Regions from separate parts of the Sus scrofa genome. Here region 1 is linked to region 2. Evidence: chromatin contacts called from public promoter capture Hi-C data. All regions are on one chromosome and are shown on one strand. The core of a region is the stretch at or near the end of the contact, and the rest is flanking DNA. Distances in the headings are between cores, read along the strand shown.

Region 1 (4,991 bases), core at 1,575-4,074, 270 kb after region 2:
AGTTCCCTCGTGGCTCAGGAGATTAAGGATGCAGTGTTGTCACTGCCATGGCTCTGGTTACAGCTGTGGGGAGGGTTTGCTCCCTGGCCCAGGGAATTTCTGCATGCTGTGGGAGAGACCAAAAAAAAAAAAAAAAAGTGTAATATAATGGGGGACATCTTATGGACTGCATGGCAAATACATGAAGTCAATATGGAAAAGTAAACCACAGAATGAACAATATCACAGACCACCTCAGTGGTCACCAGAGTGAAATATCTTCCATATAAGAAAAAAAAATGGGAAGACTCCCCCCCCAGTATAAATAGGTAATTATATTAACTGTTCCAATTAAAGACAGCCCCACCACCACCACTTGCTGGCAAGAGTTAATTGGTAATGGCACTGCTGCTCAGCAGGGCCAAAATATCCTAAGGGATTATTCAGATTACCAGAAAAGACAGAGCTTTCATCTGACGATTTTCACACAAACAAACATGACAAATATAATAAATTAAAAAGCAAATAACCTTCACTGTGTTCAACACAAAAGGAGACGTGACCCAGATTTCTTAATTCTCCCCTTAAGTGCTATGAGAAAAAGAGATTGCATTAAACGTCTATTTATAACTTTTTAGTTAACTATGGCCAATAACACACAAGGAAGTAATTCATTGTTCCAATTTTTTATTTTTCTCTCCAAAGAGTTACAAGTTAAATTCTAAATTTTACACTGAAATATACAATCCCAATTTTCAAAAATATCTTTCTCCTAGAGCAGTGATACTTCAGTCTTTGGTGCAAATCTGACACAGAGCTCAACTGTCCTATGAAGAGAGTCAGTATTTTAAAATGAAACCAGGAGTTCCCATTGTGGCTCAGCAGTTAACAAACCTGACTAGTACCCATGAGGACATGGGTTCGATCCTGGCCTCACTCAGTGGGCTAAGGATCCAGCCTTGCCATGAGCTGTGGTGTAGGTCGCAGACGCAGCTCAGGTCCCAAGTTGCTGTGGCTGTGGTGTAGGCCAGCAACTCTAACTCAAATTCAACCCCTAGCCTAGGAACTTCCACATGCCACGGATGCCGCCCTAAAAACGACAAAAGACAAAAAAATAATAATGATAAATAAAATGAAACAAAAAAAATCAAGGTAGCCCAAAGGCCGCAGATGTCTGTCCAGTTTTGCTTTTCAACAGACTCAACAACGGGTGAGCCAAAAGCAATGAATATTTTACTTTCTGTAACTCATCTTCTCGGCACTGTCATTTTCTAAAGCAGTTCATACTCCTGACTCTGGTGACTGACAGGATCTCACCTTACTGGTCCAGGCAAAGGAAAAACGGAAATCAAGTCAGACAATGGGGAAGACACACGTTTTTCCTCTTCTCATCCCCAGGCAAATGAGGTCACTCAATGAGTATGTTTCCAAGGTCCCTCCAATTCTCATACCCTCACCAGTGACTGGCCTTAGATACTGTATTCAAAAACTTTTTCCAAGTTCACCCAGTAAACTTGTAAATGCCCAACTGAACTGTGAGCTCCTGCTAAGTATATGATGTTTTGTCCTGTGATGTTTCTTTAAAAAACAAAAACAAAAAACTAATGAATAAAGCACAGATTTACTCATTTATATTCTTTATACATCTCAGAAAAACTAAAAATTTTAATAGGGCAGTTAAAATTAAAAAAAAAAAAAAAACCCACCCCGGTTAATGCCATAACAGAAACTCAAAAATATAAAAGCAGTAAGCTCCTGTTTCCTACTACTTGGGAGGACAGTGTAGCAGGAGGGGAAGACAATTTAATCCATTTCCAATCTCTACAACTCTACTTAGGAAAGAGCATGGGATCTGGGGACAGATGACCAGGTACAAACCATCTGTGCCATCTTCTTGGTTGGGAAATGCAGCTCGAGGCTGTCAACCTGAGACTCGTCATTAACCCCACGTTACAAGTGGGAAAATCATCAACTCACAGGGCTTTGTGAGGGGCTGAGGGAGAGGACTTCCTGAACCCGAGCGCACTAGACGATGTGTACCCTTTCTCAGTCACGCTCCGCTGTGGGTGCTTCTAAGAGCCACGAATACAACACAATAAGCACGAACAGCCCCAGCCACCGTTCCTCGGAATCAATTTCAACGGCATGACAAGGACAGGCCTTGTGCAAAGACTGAGCAAGGCGACCCTGGCAGCTTTTACGTGGCAATCAGTACACACCTAGGCACTGCGATTATGAGGCGACAGGTAGACTTCCCGCCAGACCAACCCACCGGCTGCCCCTGACGTTGGTCTCTCGCTATCTGGCGGCCGCAGGTCCCTCGGGAAGTCGTGACAGGGACTCAAAGGGCCCTCGGAACGAGGTGAGTCAGGAGGAGTAAGGGCAGAGCCCGGGCCCAACAGCTCGACGCCGGCCCAGGTCCGGGTCCTCGCCCGACCAAGGTGGACGGACGTGCCGGCTGGCAGATACCGGCTGCGAGCCCCGCTGGGGACGCCAAGTCCGCCCGCGACCCGGGGGTCAGCTCCCCCGGGGCACTTGTGACGCCGGCGGGGGGTGGGCTCAACGGGGACCAGCGCGAACGGGCGGTTCAGGCCTCCCCGGGCCTCCGCAACCATGTCTGGGAAGCGGGGTCCCCCCCGCCCCGTTCCCGGCCTGCCCTTGCTCCCTCAGGTGGGCGGCGGGACGTGGCCGGCCCTGCCCAGCTCCCGAGGGCCCAGGCCTGCCAGGCCCTCCGAGGAGTCGGAAGGAAGACCGCGCAGACCGCAGACACTCACCGGCCGCGGGGCCGCCTCGCAGTCAGCCTGCACCGCGTCCGCGCGTCGGTCGGCGACTCCCTCGGGCGCCGCAGCGGAGCGCGCGGCCCGACGTGCGCACGCGCGGAGGCGGGACCTGCGGAGGACACGCCCCTGCGGCGGGCGCGGGGCTGCGCTCCCCGGCCCCTCCGCGCTCCGCCCCGCTACGGAAGTCCGACCGCCGGGGAGTGAAAACTCGGCTTGGTAGGAGGGGTGTTTATGAGGACGCTCTGTGCTTAGCGCTTTTCTTGCTCCGTGTCGCCACCGCTTCAGGCTCATCGCGTTGGGCTCCACCTGCCCCTTCTGTTCGAGCCACACTGGTTTCCAGTCATTTCCGTAACCATCCACCTGGCTGCAGCTTGAAAGACTGGTTTTGTCCGGTATTGGCAAAGGTGTGGGGAACGAACAGTAATTCTTGGAATTATTGTGGAAGGGGGAAACTGTCTGGAAAGATGTGTTAAAACTTGGAATAGGTATTCTCTTTGATCCAGTGCTTCCACTTAGGGGTAGCTGTTCTAGACAAGCACTAGAAGCCAAAGAGACACCAACAAGGACGTTCATTGCAACACCATTTCAATGACAACCTTCAAACAACCTAAATATCTGACCATCAAAAGGGGATGGGATGGAGTTGACAGAGGCACATCCTTTCAATAAAGTTGTGCCAGTCAAAAGGAAGGGTGAGAAGTTCCCTTGTGGCGCAACTGGCCGGCTATTGCTGCAGCTTGTGGCACAGGTTGCTGAGCCACAATGGGAACTCCTATAGTCGGTTTCTTAACCTACTGTGCCACAGTGGGAACTCCTCACAATGTAATCTTTCCATACATATATTTAGGCACGTAAATGCATCCAAAAGGGAAATTTTACACACTAGAATGATAGAGGGATGTCGGGGTCACTTGTGCTATATCTGTACAATTTAAATTTTTTATAAGAATGAATAAATGAGTCACGCATTATTTGGCTATCAAAATCAAATGTAAAAGAATGAATTTCTTTTTTTTTTTTACACACTGTACTGCACCTTGCCCCCAACACACACATCAAATTGGTTTAAACCAAGTGACACTGATTGAAGGAGGGGTTGCCTCAAGAGGTCAAATGAGATAATGTGGGGCTAAGTCTGTGCCTGACACATAGGAGGAGCCCAGGAAAGGCTTCCCACTGTTATCATCACTTGTACATGTCACTGGGCTGGGTAACAAGTGTTTTGCAGCAAGTCCTTGTCAGATATAAAATCCCACAAGAAATGCTGAGTCACGGCTGAGCATATGCCAGTCCGTAGCCAAATCGCTTCCCTCAGGCTTTTGGGGACCATCAGTTTGCTGGGGCTTCAAGAAACAAGAACTTCACCCAGGCTGCCCGTCTGCCTGCCCACTTTGGGACAGCTCCCTGGCACCAGCATCACTGACCAGAAGCCTGGGGAAGATATCTGTTCCTTGTCACTCACGGCCTGCACTGATTTCCAGTCTTAACGTTTAGCAAGGCCAAAGGGCACTGGAGTCACTCTGGTCCCAGTGTGGCCCTGGGATGCTACTCCCAATTAAACCTGGAGGCCAAGGACAGTCAGCTTCATGGGTTTGTGATCAGAGCAGTCATACTGGGTCCCAAACCCTGGGCCTTGGGCTTGAAATTCTTGCTAATATTTTAAAATAAGGAGCCCTGGGAGTTCTTGCTATGATGCAATGCGATCCACGCATCTTGGAGCACTGGGACTCAAGTTCCATCCCTGGTGCCTGGAATAGTGAGTTAAGGATCCAGCGTTGCAGCAGCTGCAGCTTAAGTCGCAGCTATAGCTCAGATCTGATCCAGTCCCTGGCCTGGGAACTCCATATGCTTCCAGATGGCTGAAAAAGAAAAAAAAAAAAAAATCAATCAATAAAATAAGGAGCCCTGCATTTTCTTTTTGCACTGGGCCTTGTTATTGCAACTGGTTCCACCGGGGATCTTCTTGTTTGGATTTATTTCTTTATAGTAGAGGCCTCAGACCATTGAGTTTTGTGGTTTAAGCCATGCAGTGGAAGGGAAAACCTTATCTTTTATCAGAATAATATGCACTTGGGTTCCATTTAATAAGTTTTTATTGAGTTCCTACCAAGTGCTGGGCACTGTGCCAGCAGAAAGAGACAAAAAAAGACATGGGACCAACTCTCAGGAAGCCCTCAGTCGATATGATATAGATAATTTTGCCAGTGGAATAGAGATGGGAGTGAAATAATA
Region 2 (5,523 bases), core at 65-2,564:
GGAGCCCTCGTGTCTGTCTGAGTGGGGACCTGGCCAGGGCTTCGTGATGGCCAGGAGCTGGCAGAGTACCCAGGGACTGCGGACTGAGCCCCTGGCCTCCCAGGTGCCAAGGGGCCAAGTGGGATGGTCACAGACAGTCACTGAGTGGCTACAGCAGGTCACCTAAGGTCTCCTGGGGACAGTCATTCCAGCTGAAGGCTGAGACCTGGGGGCATCTAGAAGAAGGGGGAGGGGGGGGCTGCCCTGTCCGTCCATCCCCCCACACACACAAGAGGCTCAGAACTCGCTCCAGACTCCGGCTTTGGCTGAACGAGGCATGGTTCTTGCTGTCCGGCAGACAAAGACGAGGGGCAGGGCTCTCCGGCTAAGGTTCCAGGGCCAAGTTATCAACCCCCCAGGAGCGTTCCTGAAAGAGACGCAAGGGACAGTGGCTTCCCTCCTCCGCCCCCTGGCCCCTCTGCCCTAGAGCCGTGTCCTGGTGCCAGCCGGGCCCTGGTGCTGGGGGCTCACCTTCTGAGGCCTGGAGGAGTGGCGGTCACAGCAGCTGCAGCAGCAGCAGTGGATGAAGACGAGCAGCAGCAGGAGCAGCACGACGCCTGTAGGTGGGACAAGACTGCGTCCAGTTCGGACCCTGGGCCGGGAGGCTGACCCAGCCCGACACCCATCCACACGCACCGAGGAAGATGAGGAAGATGACGAAGGCCCCGGTGTCCCACTGGGACTGGAACAGCTGGTGGCTCCTCAGCTTCCCCAGCACTTGCTGGCCTGTGGCGCTCAGCTCCTGCTCCAGGCCCGCCCTTGACAAAGCCATCTCAGCCGGACGGTCCTGGGTGCCACCTGCCCAGCCCCCCAGTGGGCCGCCTCAGAACCCTGGGCTCCTCTGGGACTGCCGAGTCCAGGCCTCCGACAGTCCAGCCCAGGCCCTGCCTCTCTTCTCGTCTCAACGACCCTGACCCTGGCCCGGGCAGCCCGTTCCCCCCACCAGCCCCAGCCCTGAGCCCCCACCTGCCTTGGAGCTTCCCGGCCAGGCAAGTCCCTGGTCCTGGGAGCAAAGACGACTTCCTGCTTCCGGATCCGCACCTCCTGAGGCCTTGGCAACCAGCCCCACCCCACCACTCCCCCGGGGGCTGCTGGAGCCAGGCGAGGGCGGGGCTGGGCCAGCCCCGCAGGTGTGTTTCCTGCCTCCCAACCTTGACAGGTGCTGGGGGACCCAGGGAGAAGCCTCTTCACTCGGGAGAGCTCTCGCTTTTTCTCAGCAGACCAGACACGTAGCCTGGAACACAGTGGGCACTGAGCCGCCCTTGACTTGGCGAATGAAGAAAAGACAGGATGGTGGGAGGTTGGTGGGAGAGAGGGAGGCAGGTGAAAAAGAAGAGAGGAGGGGAGGGGGAAGCTGTGTCCTGTCCGCCGCCCTTGCCTGGGTCCCCTTCCCTGTTCCTGTCCTCGCAGTGACCCTTGTGAGGCGATGGTTGTGGTCCCTCAAATGAGCTCTCCCCCCAGAACGCTGAGCTGATGACAACACCATCTGGAGGCCACTGTCACGCCCCCCTTCTCTCAGAGCAGAGGCCAAGACTTCTCGGCGCTTGGGACTGGCTGTAAACAGGTGGACTCAGCTTCCTGTGCTTGTGGGGCTCATGGTCTAGCTGGGAAAATGTGGGCTAATGTGAAGCTCCATTGCCTACACGGTACAGGCACCCCCTTTCTTTACTGCACTTTGAGATGTTGTGGTGTTGTCCTTTTTTTAATTTATGTATGTATTTATTTATTTATTTTGCTCTTTTAGGGCTGCACCTGAGGCATGTGGAGGTTCCCAGGCTAGGGGTCTAATCAGAGCTCCAGCTTCCCACCTACACCATAGCCACAGCAACGCCGGATCCTTAACCCACTGAGCCAGGCCAGGGATGGAACCCGCAACCTCATGGTTCCTAGTCGGATTTGTTTCCACTGCATCACGACGGGAACGCCGAGATGTTGCATTTTTTGGCAAATTGAAAGTTTGAGACAACCCTATGTTGAGCCACGTCTATCAGCACCATTTTCCAACAGCATTTGGAAGCTTTTTCCTTGTTCTTATATTTGTTTGGCAGTCTGTGATCTTTGCTGTTGTTATTGTAATCATTTTAGCATTTTTCAGAAAAGTGTTTTTAAGTTAATACGTTGTGGTTGGTTGTTTTTTTTTTTTTTTTTTTTTTTTGACGATGCCCTTGTACACTTAATAGACGATAGTCGGTGTAAACAGAATTTTTATATGCACTGGAAAACTAAAGAAATCTGTGGGACTCACTTTATTGCAATGTGCGGCTTATTGTGGTGGTCTGTCTGGAACAGAACCCACAGTATCGCTGAAGGATACCCATACATTCGTTACCTAATTTAGTCCTCACCACGATGCAAAAGTGGTATTATTGCTATTGCCATTTTACAGATGTGAAAATTGAGGCCTAGCTCAAGTCACACATCTGTTTTTTGTTTGTTTTTTGGCTTTTTAGGGCTGCACCTGTGGCATATGGAGGTTCCCAGGCTAGGGGCGGAATCAGAGCTGTAGCCACTGGCCTACACCACAGCCACAACTCAGGATTGGAGCCATGTCTGCGACCTACACCACAGCTCATGGCAACGCCAGATCCTTAACCCGCTGAGCGAGGCCAGGCCTTGAAACTGCATCCTCATGGATTCGTTTCTGCTGAGCCATGATGGGCGAAATAAATAGTGTCTTGAAGGAATGCAAGTTTATTAGCTTCAGAGTTCTGGAGGTCAGAGTCTTAAAGGGTGGGCAGGGCCACATTCCTCGCCAAGGTCCCAGGGGAGAATCCCTTCCTGGGCGTTTCCAGCTCCAGAGGCCACCCACCCACCTCCCTTGTTTCCCGCCCCACCTGCCTCCCCTTCACCCTCACACCTTCTCTGCATCTGTCCTCAAGCCCCCCTGTCAGAAGGACCCCGGTGATTACACTGGCCCGCAGGATAATCTCCCCATCAGAATCCTTAATCACATCTGCAGAGTCCCTTTTGCCCCATAAGGTAACATCCTCACAGGTCCCAGGGACTCAGATGGGAACATCTTTGGGCACCATCATTCTGCCAACCACCCGTGTGCGCAGAGAAATCAGAACTGAATCCCAGAGCCCTGAACCACCATGGTACAGCACCGCCTACGCTGGATCCCCATCCTACGCCCTCCATCCCCGCCAGCCCATTCTGAGACCTCTGACTCCCACTGCCAAGGGGGGGGGCAGCCACGGTGGGGGAGTCTGGCAGGTCCTTAAAAAGTTATGCATAATGTTATCGTAGGACCCATCAATTCCGCTCTTAGATATATGTACCCAAGAGATTTAAAACATGTCCACATAGGGAGTTCATAGTGCAGCAGAAACAAAGCCGACTAGGAACCATGAGGTTGCAGGTTTGATCCCTGGCCTCGCTTAGTGGGTCGAGGATCCAGCGTTGGTGGCGGTGTAGGTTACAGACACGGCTTGATCCCTTGTTACTATGGCTGTCGTGTAGGCCAGCAGCTATAACTCTGGATCCCTAGCCTGGGAACCTCCATGTGTCTCAGGTGCAGCCCTAAAAAACAAAGAAAAATGTCCACACAGAAACCTATATACAAATGTTCCCAGCAGCATTTTTCATAATAGCCAAAAAATGGAAACATCCCAAAATATCCATCAACTGACGAATGAAGAAATACCACATCATCTCCCCATGTGACTGAATATTACTCAGCCATGAAAAAGGGATGAAGCTCTGACACAGGCTATAATGTGGATGAACCTTGAACACATGCTCAGTGGAAGAAGCCAGACACAAAAGGTGATGTGGTATGTGATTCCATTTATTTGAAATGTTCAGAAGAAGTAAGTCCATAGAGACAGGAAGTAGTCAGTGTTTGCCAAGGCTGGGGGCAGGGGGAATGAGGAGGGGGTGCCTGGGGGTGGTGGAATTTCCATTTGGGGCAGCGAACATGTCAGGAAACTAAAAGAGGTGGTGGTTTTGCAACACTGCGAATATACTAAACGCCACTGATCTGCTCCCTTTAAATTCACTTTATGTTGTGTGAATTTATTACAATTAAAAAAAAAAAAAAAAGCCGGGAGGGAGGTTGCCAGCAGTGGCCTCTACCCGCCACTTGGCCTGGCCAGGTGGGCAGGAGACCCTCAGCCCCTCCTCTCCCTGCCGACCCTCAGTCTTCTGTCCACTGTTTCTTATCATCTTCAGTGACAAAAACCACACATGGAGCCCCCAGACCCAAGCAGAGCAGTGATGGGGGGAGGTCATGGCAGGACACGTGTCAGGCAGGTCAGACCCCAGCCTGCGGTCCTGCTCCCAGCCCTTGACACCCACCAGTGTGTGACCAGGGCCCGGCCCCTGACCCCTCTGCTCAGTTCCCCCATCTGTGAAGAGGGTGTGTGGAGTCCCCGGCCTCGGGCGGCTCTGAGGGTTGAATGACACAGGCTCCCGTGGCACTGTGAGTGCACTGGAGGGTGGGGCTTACTCTCACCCAACCTATGGGTGCAAGGGAGTCTCTCTGGTCCTTTTTCTTTGGGGGGGGGCAACACCCGAGGCATATAGAGGTTCCCAGGCTAGAAGTCAAATCAGAGCTACAGCTGCCAGCCTACACCACAGCCACAGCAACATGGGATCTGAGCCGCATCTGCAACCTACACCACAGCTCACGGCAACCGCAGATCCTTAACCCACTGAGCGAGGCCAGGGATCAAACTTGGGTCCTCATGGATGCTAGTCAGGTTTGTTAACCGCTGAGCCATGAAAGGAACTCCAAGTCCCTCTGGTGTTGGTGCTTTGGGGACGTTGGGATTCACCTGCCATCCCCACTCTGATCACTTTACCTCGGCTTTCGTTTTCCCAGTCCTCAAGACCAAGAGCGCCTTGAGTGGGCCTGACCCTCTGGTCCGCAGTCCCCGTGGGCATCCCCTCAGGCTTCCCTTCCCCCCTCCACCCAGTTTCCAGAATCCCACGCCACTCAGGTGTGATGCTTCTCCTGGAGAAAGCGTTTTCTCGGCAGCGAAGCTTCTTTCCTTAGGGAGTGTTCCCAGAGGCAGAATCCCCACCTGTGCAAGGTGGGTCCCCCTGTCACCGGTGCTGTTTGGTCACCTGTGCAGAATGTTCTTCTCTGTGCTAATGAGGAGGCCAGCCACACTGAGTTCTCCAAGAGCCAGCGGGAATGGCCCTGACTCCAGGTCTTGAAAGTGAAGGTGAAGCCTCTGTTCTTAGACATATAGAAGATGGGGGAACAGAAGGGCAAGGGCTGGGAGGGACAGAGGCTGTCGGGGCTCAGGACAGTTCAGATGAGTGGATCAGGGCAGCATTGCTGAGTCCCAGCGGACAGAGCCGGGGTGGCAGCCCACCGCCTGCTTTTGGAAATAGTCCAACTGGCCCTCCCGTCCCTTTACCTGTGGCTGTTTTCACACTGCAGTGGCAGAGCCAAAGAGTAGTCACAGCAGAGATCTTGGGATTGGCAAACGTAAAACTGATACTGTCTGGCCTTTTACAGAAAGCATTTGCCAT

Evidence for each region. Promoter capture Hi-C pulls out the DNA fragments that hold promoters and counts their contacts.
Region 1: a contact with region 2 is called in a promoter capture Hi-C map of fetal liver, with 2.0 times the contacts expected there. The contact joins the promoter of HMOX2 here to the promoter of SMIM22 in region 2. A contact is called at or near these places in 1 of 5 promoter capture datasets (fetal liver) and 4 of 47 Hi-C or Micro-C datasets (mesenteric adipose tissue, omental adipose tissue, retroperitoneal adipose tissue and 1 more).

The regions. Positions count from the first base shown.
Region 1 is chr3:37,865,308-37,870,298 of Sscrofa11.1, forward strand. It overlaps HMOX2 (heme oxygenase 2), which reads right to left and starts at 2,825. Exons shown (of 6, transcript NM_001244412.1): 1 at 2,754-2,825.
Region 2 is chr3:37,600,002-37,605,524 of Sscrofa11.1, forward strand. It overlaps SMIM22 (small integral membrane protein 22), which reads right to left and starts at 1,315. Exons shown (of 4, transcript XM_013995680.2): 1 at 1,010-1,315; 2 at 676-837; 3 at 511-596; 4 at 1-406. The coding sequence starts at 811. The coding sequence ends at 365. It overlaps ROGDI (protein rogdi homolog), which reads left to right. Exons shown (of 11, transcript XM_021086663.1): 11 at 1-3. It also overlaps a transcript of SEPT12 not described here.